Regions from separate parts of the Sus scrofa genome. Here region 1 is linked to region 2. The links are chromatin contacts, called in public Hi-C maps. All regions are on one chromosome and are shown on one strand. The core of a region is the stretch at or near the end of the contact, and the rest is flanking DNA. Distances in the headings are between cores, read along the strand shown.

The links. Hi-C and Micro-C count contacts between places; a contact is called where the count stands out from the background.
Region 1: a contact with region 2 is called in a Hi-C map of skeletal muscle, with 4 times the contacts expected there. The contact joins the promoter of ZC3H6 here to the promoter of SLC20A1 in region 2. A contact is called at or near these places in 1 of 5 promoter capture datasets (liver) and 2 of 47 Hi-C or Micro-C datasets (heart right ventricle and skeletal muscle).

What each region holds. Positions count from the first base shown.
Region 1 is chr3:44,147,336-44,150,867 of Sscrofa11.1, reverse strand. ZC3H6 (zinc finger CCCH domain-containing protein 6) reads left to right here and starts at 1,955. Exons shown (of 12, transcript XM_021087025.1): 1 at 1,955-2,419. The coding sequence starts at 2,388.
Region 2 is chr3:43,859,069-43,862,578 of Sscrofa11.1, reverse strand. It overlaps SLC20A1 (sodium-dependent phosphate transporter 1), which reads left to right and starts at 2,032. Exons shown (of 11, transcript XM_021087023.1): 1 at 2,032-2,323; 2 at 2,788-3,395. The coding sequence starts at 3,059.

The DNA.
Region 1 (3,532 bases), core at 706-3,205, 290 kb before region 2:
ACAGGGTCACTCCTTTTCTGTTACCCAAGGAAGAAGACCAGGATCTGAGGCTGTATTTCAGCTATCAAACTCATCTGGTGGTGCATATCAAGGGTTAGGAAGGAGGCTTTTCATCTAGAGAGAACTGTATTCATTGTTTCACAACGCAGCAAACCAAAGACCTTAGAGTGAGTTTGAAAGGGATCCCAAGGCCTCCAGATACAGCGGTCAGGGGAAACTTTAAGTGCAATAAGAGAACAGCCAACTGCTTACCTCAATGTCTTGGGAAGACTGCAGAGAAATGAACTCTCCTAATTAGTTACAGTAAGATCTAAGTAACATGGTTACAATAGAGACAAAGTACAGATTCTTGCAAAACTTCAAATGCAAATTATTGTTACTCTGGACAAAATATACCTGCTTTTGAAAGTTTCCTAGAAATGTAATGTATCCAAGTGTGGCAAGTGCCTGCAGAATTATTCATAGGTGTACAGCTCCTGTCAAGGGCTGCATTCAATTTAGAAAAAAATTGAATGCTGTTTTTCAATATACATATCCACATTTTTTTTTCTTTTTTTGCTATTTCTTTGGGGCCGCTCCCATGGCATATGGAGGTTCCCAGGCTAGGGGTCTCATCAGAGCTGTAGCCACCGGCCTACGCCAGAGCCACAGCAACGCGGGATCCGAGCCGCATCTGCAACCTACACCACAGTTCACAGCAACGCCAGATCATTAACCCGCTGAGCAAGGGCAGGGATCGAACCCTCAACCTCATTGTTCCTAGTCGGATTCGTTAACCACTGCGCCACGACGGGAACTCCAATATCCACATTTTTTTAATTTAAAATTTAATCTAGTTGCAATTGCTTCTAAACGTCCTGTGTCTATGCATCTACAAAATACATTTTCTCGAAAGTCAGATATTTGGGAGGATTAATTATTAATCCATCATGCTGATTTAAAAAAGGGACGTTGGAGTTCCCTTTGTGGCTCAGCAATTAACAAATCTGACTAGCATCCATGAAGATGCAGGTTTGATCCCTGGCCTCGCTCAGTAGGTTAAGGATCCGGTGTTGATGTGAGCTGTGGTGTAGGTCGCAGACACAGCTCAGATCTGGCGTTGCTGTGGCTGTGACGTAAGCTACAGCTCTGATTTGACCGCTAGCTTGGGAACCTCCATATGCCCAGGTTTTGGCCCTAAAAAGACAAAAAAAAAAAAAAAAAAAAAAAAAAAAGACATTCATTCAAAACTAAATGGGCCAAAATGTTGTCATTAAATTTTAGAAAAAAGATCACGTTTATAAGTGCAAAGAAATGTAATAGTTAGCTTTTATTTATAAAATATTCACATGTATTTTACATATAAAATGTAAATGTTTTTATGGAATAACTTAAAGCTCATATAATTCTTTTAGCAATTTTTCTTTCATTATTAATAACTGGGTAGATAAATTCAGTATTAAATATCAGAGTTACGTGCCAAGCTATTTTCCTCCAAACGTGATTCTGGGCATTAACCGTTACAGAAAACAAGATCCGCTACAACCTTGAAGGAGAAAGTACATTCCCCTACTATTTAAGCAACAAAGGTTTCTTTTTTTGTTTTTTGTTTTTTTTTGACTCTAGAGCCGTCTCACTGCTGTCCACATTTGCTAATGGCTTTGGGGGGGGGCCGTTTGTTTGGGTACGTCTGAAACCGCCCCCCCAATCTCTGGGAGGCGGCGTCTCGCAGGGAACACCGCGAGGCACCTCCGTAGGCGCGGAGGCACAGCGCGATCTCGCTGATCGCCTACCCCGCCCTAAACCACCCCCCGGCTCCGCCCGGCACAGCCTTCAGAGACTGCCTCCTCCGCCGCTTCACAGGAAAGCGTGGGAACCCGCCCCCGGGAGTGATGGACGGGCCTTCTCCTCCAATGGGAAGCGCGCTCGGCCCCGGCGGGCTGGGTAAGGGCCGCGGCACGCGGAGGAATCTCTTCTGCCCTTTAGTCCCGGGCTAGGTGTTGCGGCAGGCGCCATTTTATCGAGCCGCCGGTCTCGGGTGCCGCCATGTTGGTGAGGAGAAATCACCGTTACGGCCACTGTCCAAATCCCCGCGTCGGTGCACGCCGCCCGGCTGCTCCCAAGCCTCAGCCACCGGCGGCGAATAGAGACTAAAGCGGCAGCGCCGGCAGCGCGGGGCCGTGGCCCAGTGTTTGCAGTTAGAGCCCCACCTCTCTGGCGTGGTTGTTAATAGACTGGAAAGTCTGTGTCTGTGTCGCTCACTAGTAACCGTGAGTTTTTACCACTTCGTCACCTCTCGGCGGCGGCCGGGAGCAGGTACCCGCAGGCGGCGCAGGGAGCCTCCCCGCGCCCCGCCGCCGCCGGCCTCGCAGACCTGCCCTCCAGCCCCGCCCCGTTCTTGACCAAACATGACAGACTCTGAACATGCAGGGCACGACAGGTCGGGAACCCTTCTTGTCTGTCTTTCTGTCGGATGAGAGGAGGGGTCTGGGGCGGCGGGAGCGGGCCGGGGCCGCGCGCCTCCTGCATGACCTAGACGTCTCTGTGTGGCTCCATCCGTTCCATGACGTGCGCCCCGATGCAAAGCCCGGGCCCGCGGCCGCGGGGGAGGTCGGCCCGGCCGCGCCCGCCTCCCCGCGCGGGGTCCTTCCCGGCCGGCCCCGCCCCCGGCCGCACGTGCGAGCCCCGAGCCCCCCGCCTCTGGGCGGCTCTGTCGGCGCCGGGCGGCTTCCGCGGGCGGCTCGGGGCTGCGGTCCAGCCTGGGCTCGGAGGAAGCGGCTCCCGGTGCGGGGCCCGGCCCTCATGTCCCATGAGGACCCGCCAGGAATTTTCAGTAACTGGTGATTTGTTTGACTACTACCCTAGCACACTCCTAAGAATAAACATGCTTTGGGTTTGTTTTTGTTTTTGTTTGTTCTTTCTTAGGAAAATTTTAGGCAACCCCCAAAAGCCGTGTATTCGCACAGGCTTACCCCTAGCAATTTTGAAACGGCAAGTTTCAAATGTTACACAAAAGAGTTAGACTTTGCAGACCTTCGTGTACCACAGTTTTCTCCTAAAGTAAGGACTCCATGGATCATTCAGTCTAGCCCGGTTTTCTAAATACTATGTATCATTGGAAAATTTGAGATTCTGACTTTTTTATCTTTGCTATGCCTTAAGAGGCCCATTCTTAACTCCGTTTAATGATTTGGGCGTATTGACGTATTTTAAATAGCATAAATAGCATACTTAGGATTTGGTTAAAATTTTAATTTATAGTGCTAGCCATCTTAATCGTTAAAAAAAGAAAGGGTGGGCCTTCATTAAATTGCTGGGTCAAAATACATTGTATCTTATTCTTATTTAGAATGTTTAAAAATTCAGAACCTGTGCGTTACTCCCTTGCGAATGGAATTAATCAAAACATACCTTGTGCTCTAGGCTGTATACAAGTTGCTGGAGTTTTTACCTGTGCAGTAATGTGATCTGCTTTTGGTAAAGTATACAGAACACTTTTTTTTTTTTTTAAATCCAGAAGCAGATATAACAAACAGTACTAAAATTTGAAATG
Region 2 (3,510 bases), core at 783-3,282:
ACATTCAAGTCACTCTCACTTCTCTCCACAGGCAGCGCTCTACTTCTCCCAATTTTGGCAAGTCCAAGTCTCTAAGAGCTGTACCCCACTGATCCTCTCTCCCCAAGTGAGGTGGCCAGGAGCCCCCCACCCCCCTTACAGCCCCCAACCTCCCACCTCCCCAGCCTGATTGGCAGAGGCACTTGGGAGTGTTGTCCTAAGGAGGAAGGATAAGAAGCTTTCCAGAGCCAGTTCTGCAGAATTCATTTGCGTTGCAAGGGGAATTTCCTGAATTTCTGCCCCAGCCTTCACCTCAACCCACTCCAAGGGGCCTGAACTGTGCTCTCATTTTGATGGCTATGCACCATGGCTGCGCCACCACCTCCAACAGAGGCTGTCCAACAAGCGGGTGCCAACTTAAAGGGCTAATACTACAGACTGGCAAAAGACTGCCAATGACCAGAATGAAAAAAAACACAAGTTGGGCAAAGCTCTAGGCAACTGTCTGATAAACAACTGCTTTGAAAATTACTGTTTTAAATGGCAGAACCCTAAGGACCTTTAACAGACCGGTCCTTAATTTTTTTTATAACCTTGAAATAAAGTAAAGGTGGAGGAAGGAGCACAACTGAAGGTGCCAGAATTACATTGAAATTGTGCTCCAGGATCAGTGCTCCCGGACATGTACTTTCTTTTTTTGGCCATGACCTTGGGACTTAGAGCTTTGTAAGTTACTCATATAACTCCACCAGATTTGCTAGGTAGGTCAGAGGATACTCAGGTGGAGGTTAAGCCTCCAAAGATGACCCATACACAGCAATGATTTACAACCTCTGTGTTCTCACTATTCAGTGCCCAGCTTCTAGAGACGGGAAAAGGTGGGGAGAGCTCCAGAACATTCTAAGCCTGGCTGTGTTTCTGGTTGGAATTCTTTAATCCCACCACAACCCTGACAAGAGAGCAGACCTTAATCTCCCTTGGCACGACTGCTTAGTCTTGATCTTAAGCAGAATAATGAAATATCCCCAAATGTGCAGAGCAAATCTTATTAATGTCAAAACTAGATTATATACCATGAAGAAAGGCCAAAAATCAACTTACTTGAAAATAGGAAAGCTTCCAGGAGGCAAAGAGAAAACCCCTCACATCCTTTTCTACATTCTAAAACAGGAATATTCACGGAAATGAGCATTCACTGAACACCTACAGAGATCTACTCACATTCACACACGTTAACTCATTTAATTCCCGCTACCAGGTAGGTACTGATTGTTAACAATTTACATTCCTGAGAGCAAAGTCAGAGAGATCTGAAGTCGCTCAAGGTGACACTTGCAGTAAGTAGGAGTAAGGATTTGAATCCGAAGCAGTAGCCTTCCCTCTCCCCGGGGCCACAGCCGCGGTGCAGAAAACGCAGGAGGTCTGCCACGGGGAAATTAATGATCCACAGCTACCCAGTGGCTCTGCGCCACAACTGGGAGACAACCTGGTTCTCGTGACTTCTCAGTCTTACGGTTTTCATCCAAGTGCATGACTGCGGGAGCAAGGGGACCACGTGAGCCCTCTCCCTCCCCCGGCGAGGGACAGTGCCTGTCCGGCCAAGGGCAAGTCACAGGTGCGACAACGTGCCAGGACTGGATCCGGAGCCCCAGGGCGCCAGCTCCCCTGCAGCGTCAACAGGAGGAAGGGAGGGAGGGAACTCGGCCAGGTGTGGCCTCCGGATGCTGCAGGTCACAAGTGCGCGGAAAGTGCTGCTAGAGGTGCGGCCTGCTCCGTAAAGCTCAGCTCGCGAGGCGGTAACTATAACCTTGGTCTTGTCCTCTATGACCCCCGCGGTGAGGGTCCCCCGCCGCCCCCATCACTAGCCTACAGGGCCAGACGGTGCCACGGCTCCAGGGCAAGGCCGCAGGGAGCGAGCTGGCCCTCCCCACGTGGACAGGCTCCCCTCTGGGGGCGTGGCCTCCGGCGCCAGACAGGCCAATGAGTGCCGCCGTCGGGATCCCCCAGAGGGGCACGCCGGGCTGGCGGGGGCTGCGTCAGCCCGAGGGCGGGGCTCCTGGGCCGGCGCGAGGCGCGGTGGGTCACGCGGGGCGCGGCGCGGGCTATAAGTAGAGGCCGGCAGCGTGCGCCGCTAGATGATGGCTGCCGGCGCGCGCAGCATGCTTCTTTTGCTCGGTTGCTGAGGCGCCCGCGGCTGTTTCCCGGGTGGGCCTCCACCCCCGCCGAGCTTTCCCCGAGCCTCCGGGCCCGGGCAGTGTGCTCGCCGACCGCAGGTACGTGTGTCCGAGGCTCTAGCCCGCCGCCTGGACCTCTCCGTCTCCCGCTCAGCTCCTCGTTTCCTCTGGTGAGTGGCGGTGCCGCCTTAGAAAGGCTCTTTCTTCTCCCCGGGGCCCGGCGCGGACGCTGCGGCGCGGGGTCAGCCGGCTGGGCTGGTACCAGTGGCGGGGTTCTGCTTGCGTCGCTGCCTGCCTCCCTCCCCCACCCCCCCCACCCCGCCCGGCGGCTCCGCCGCCCGCGGGCCTTTTTGGCGGTCCCCGGGCGGCGCGCGCGGGAACAGCCCTTTTCCGGTTTTCGCGCGGAGGGCGCGCGCGGGCTGGCGGCGCGGGGCCCGGCCCGGGCTGGGCGCGCGCGGGCCGAGGTGGTCCCGGCGCCACGTGCCCGCCGCCGGCTGGTCCTGTTCGGGGCGGGGTCAGCGGATTGCAGGCTGTGGGCACGGCAGGGCCCCCCCCAGCCTGCGTGAGCCCGCGTGGGGTGCGGAGCCAGCCCCCCAAGGACGCGCCGTTATTGTTACTTTCCCTCTTCTTCCAGGATGAACTTGCGTCCTTTCTCTTCTCCGCCATGGAATTCTGCTCCGTGCTTCTAGCCCTCCAGAGCCAAAGAAACCCCAGACAACAGATGCCCATACGCAGCGTATAGCAGTAACTCCCCAGCTCGGTTTCTGTGCCGTAGTTTACAGTATTTAATTTTATATAATATGTATTATTTATTAGAGCATTTTTGATACCTCATATTCTGTTTACACATCTCGAAAACCGCTCAGTAATTCTCTTGTTAAATTAAAGAACCACTACTCTAGAGAATGGCATCTACCGTGGCAACGCTGATCACCAGTACTATTGCTGCTTCTGGTCCATTGGTAGATTACCTATGGATGCTTATCCTGGGCTTCATCATTGCATTTGTCCTGGCCTTCTCCGTGGGAGCCAATGATGTAGCAAATTCTTTTGGTACGGCTGTGGGATCAGGTGTAGTGACCCTGAAGCAAGCCTGTATCCTAGCTAGTATCTTCGAAACAGTGGGCTCCGTCCTACTGGGGGCCAAAGTGAGCGAAACGATCCGGAAGGGCTTGATTGACGTGGAGATGTACAACGCGACCCAAGAGCTGCTGATGGCCGGCTCCGTCAGCGCGATGTTTGGTAAGTTCTTTTTCTGTATTGTCCTCTGAACGATGGCTGAGCACATTTCCTGTGGCGGGGTAGTTCTCTCCTTGTGCTCAGTCTTTCAGATTATTTTCTTAGGAATGCCCTGCGT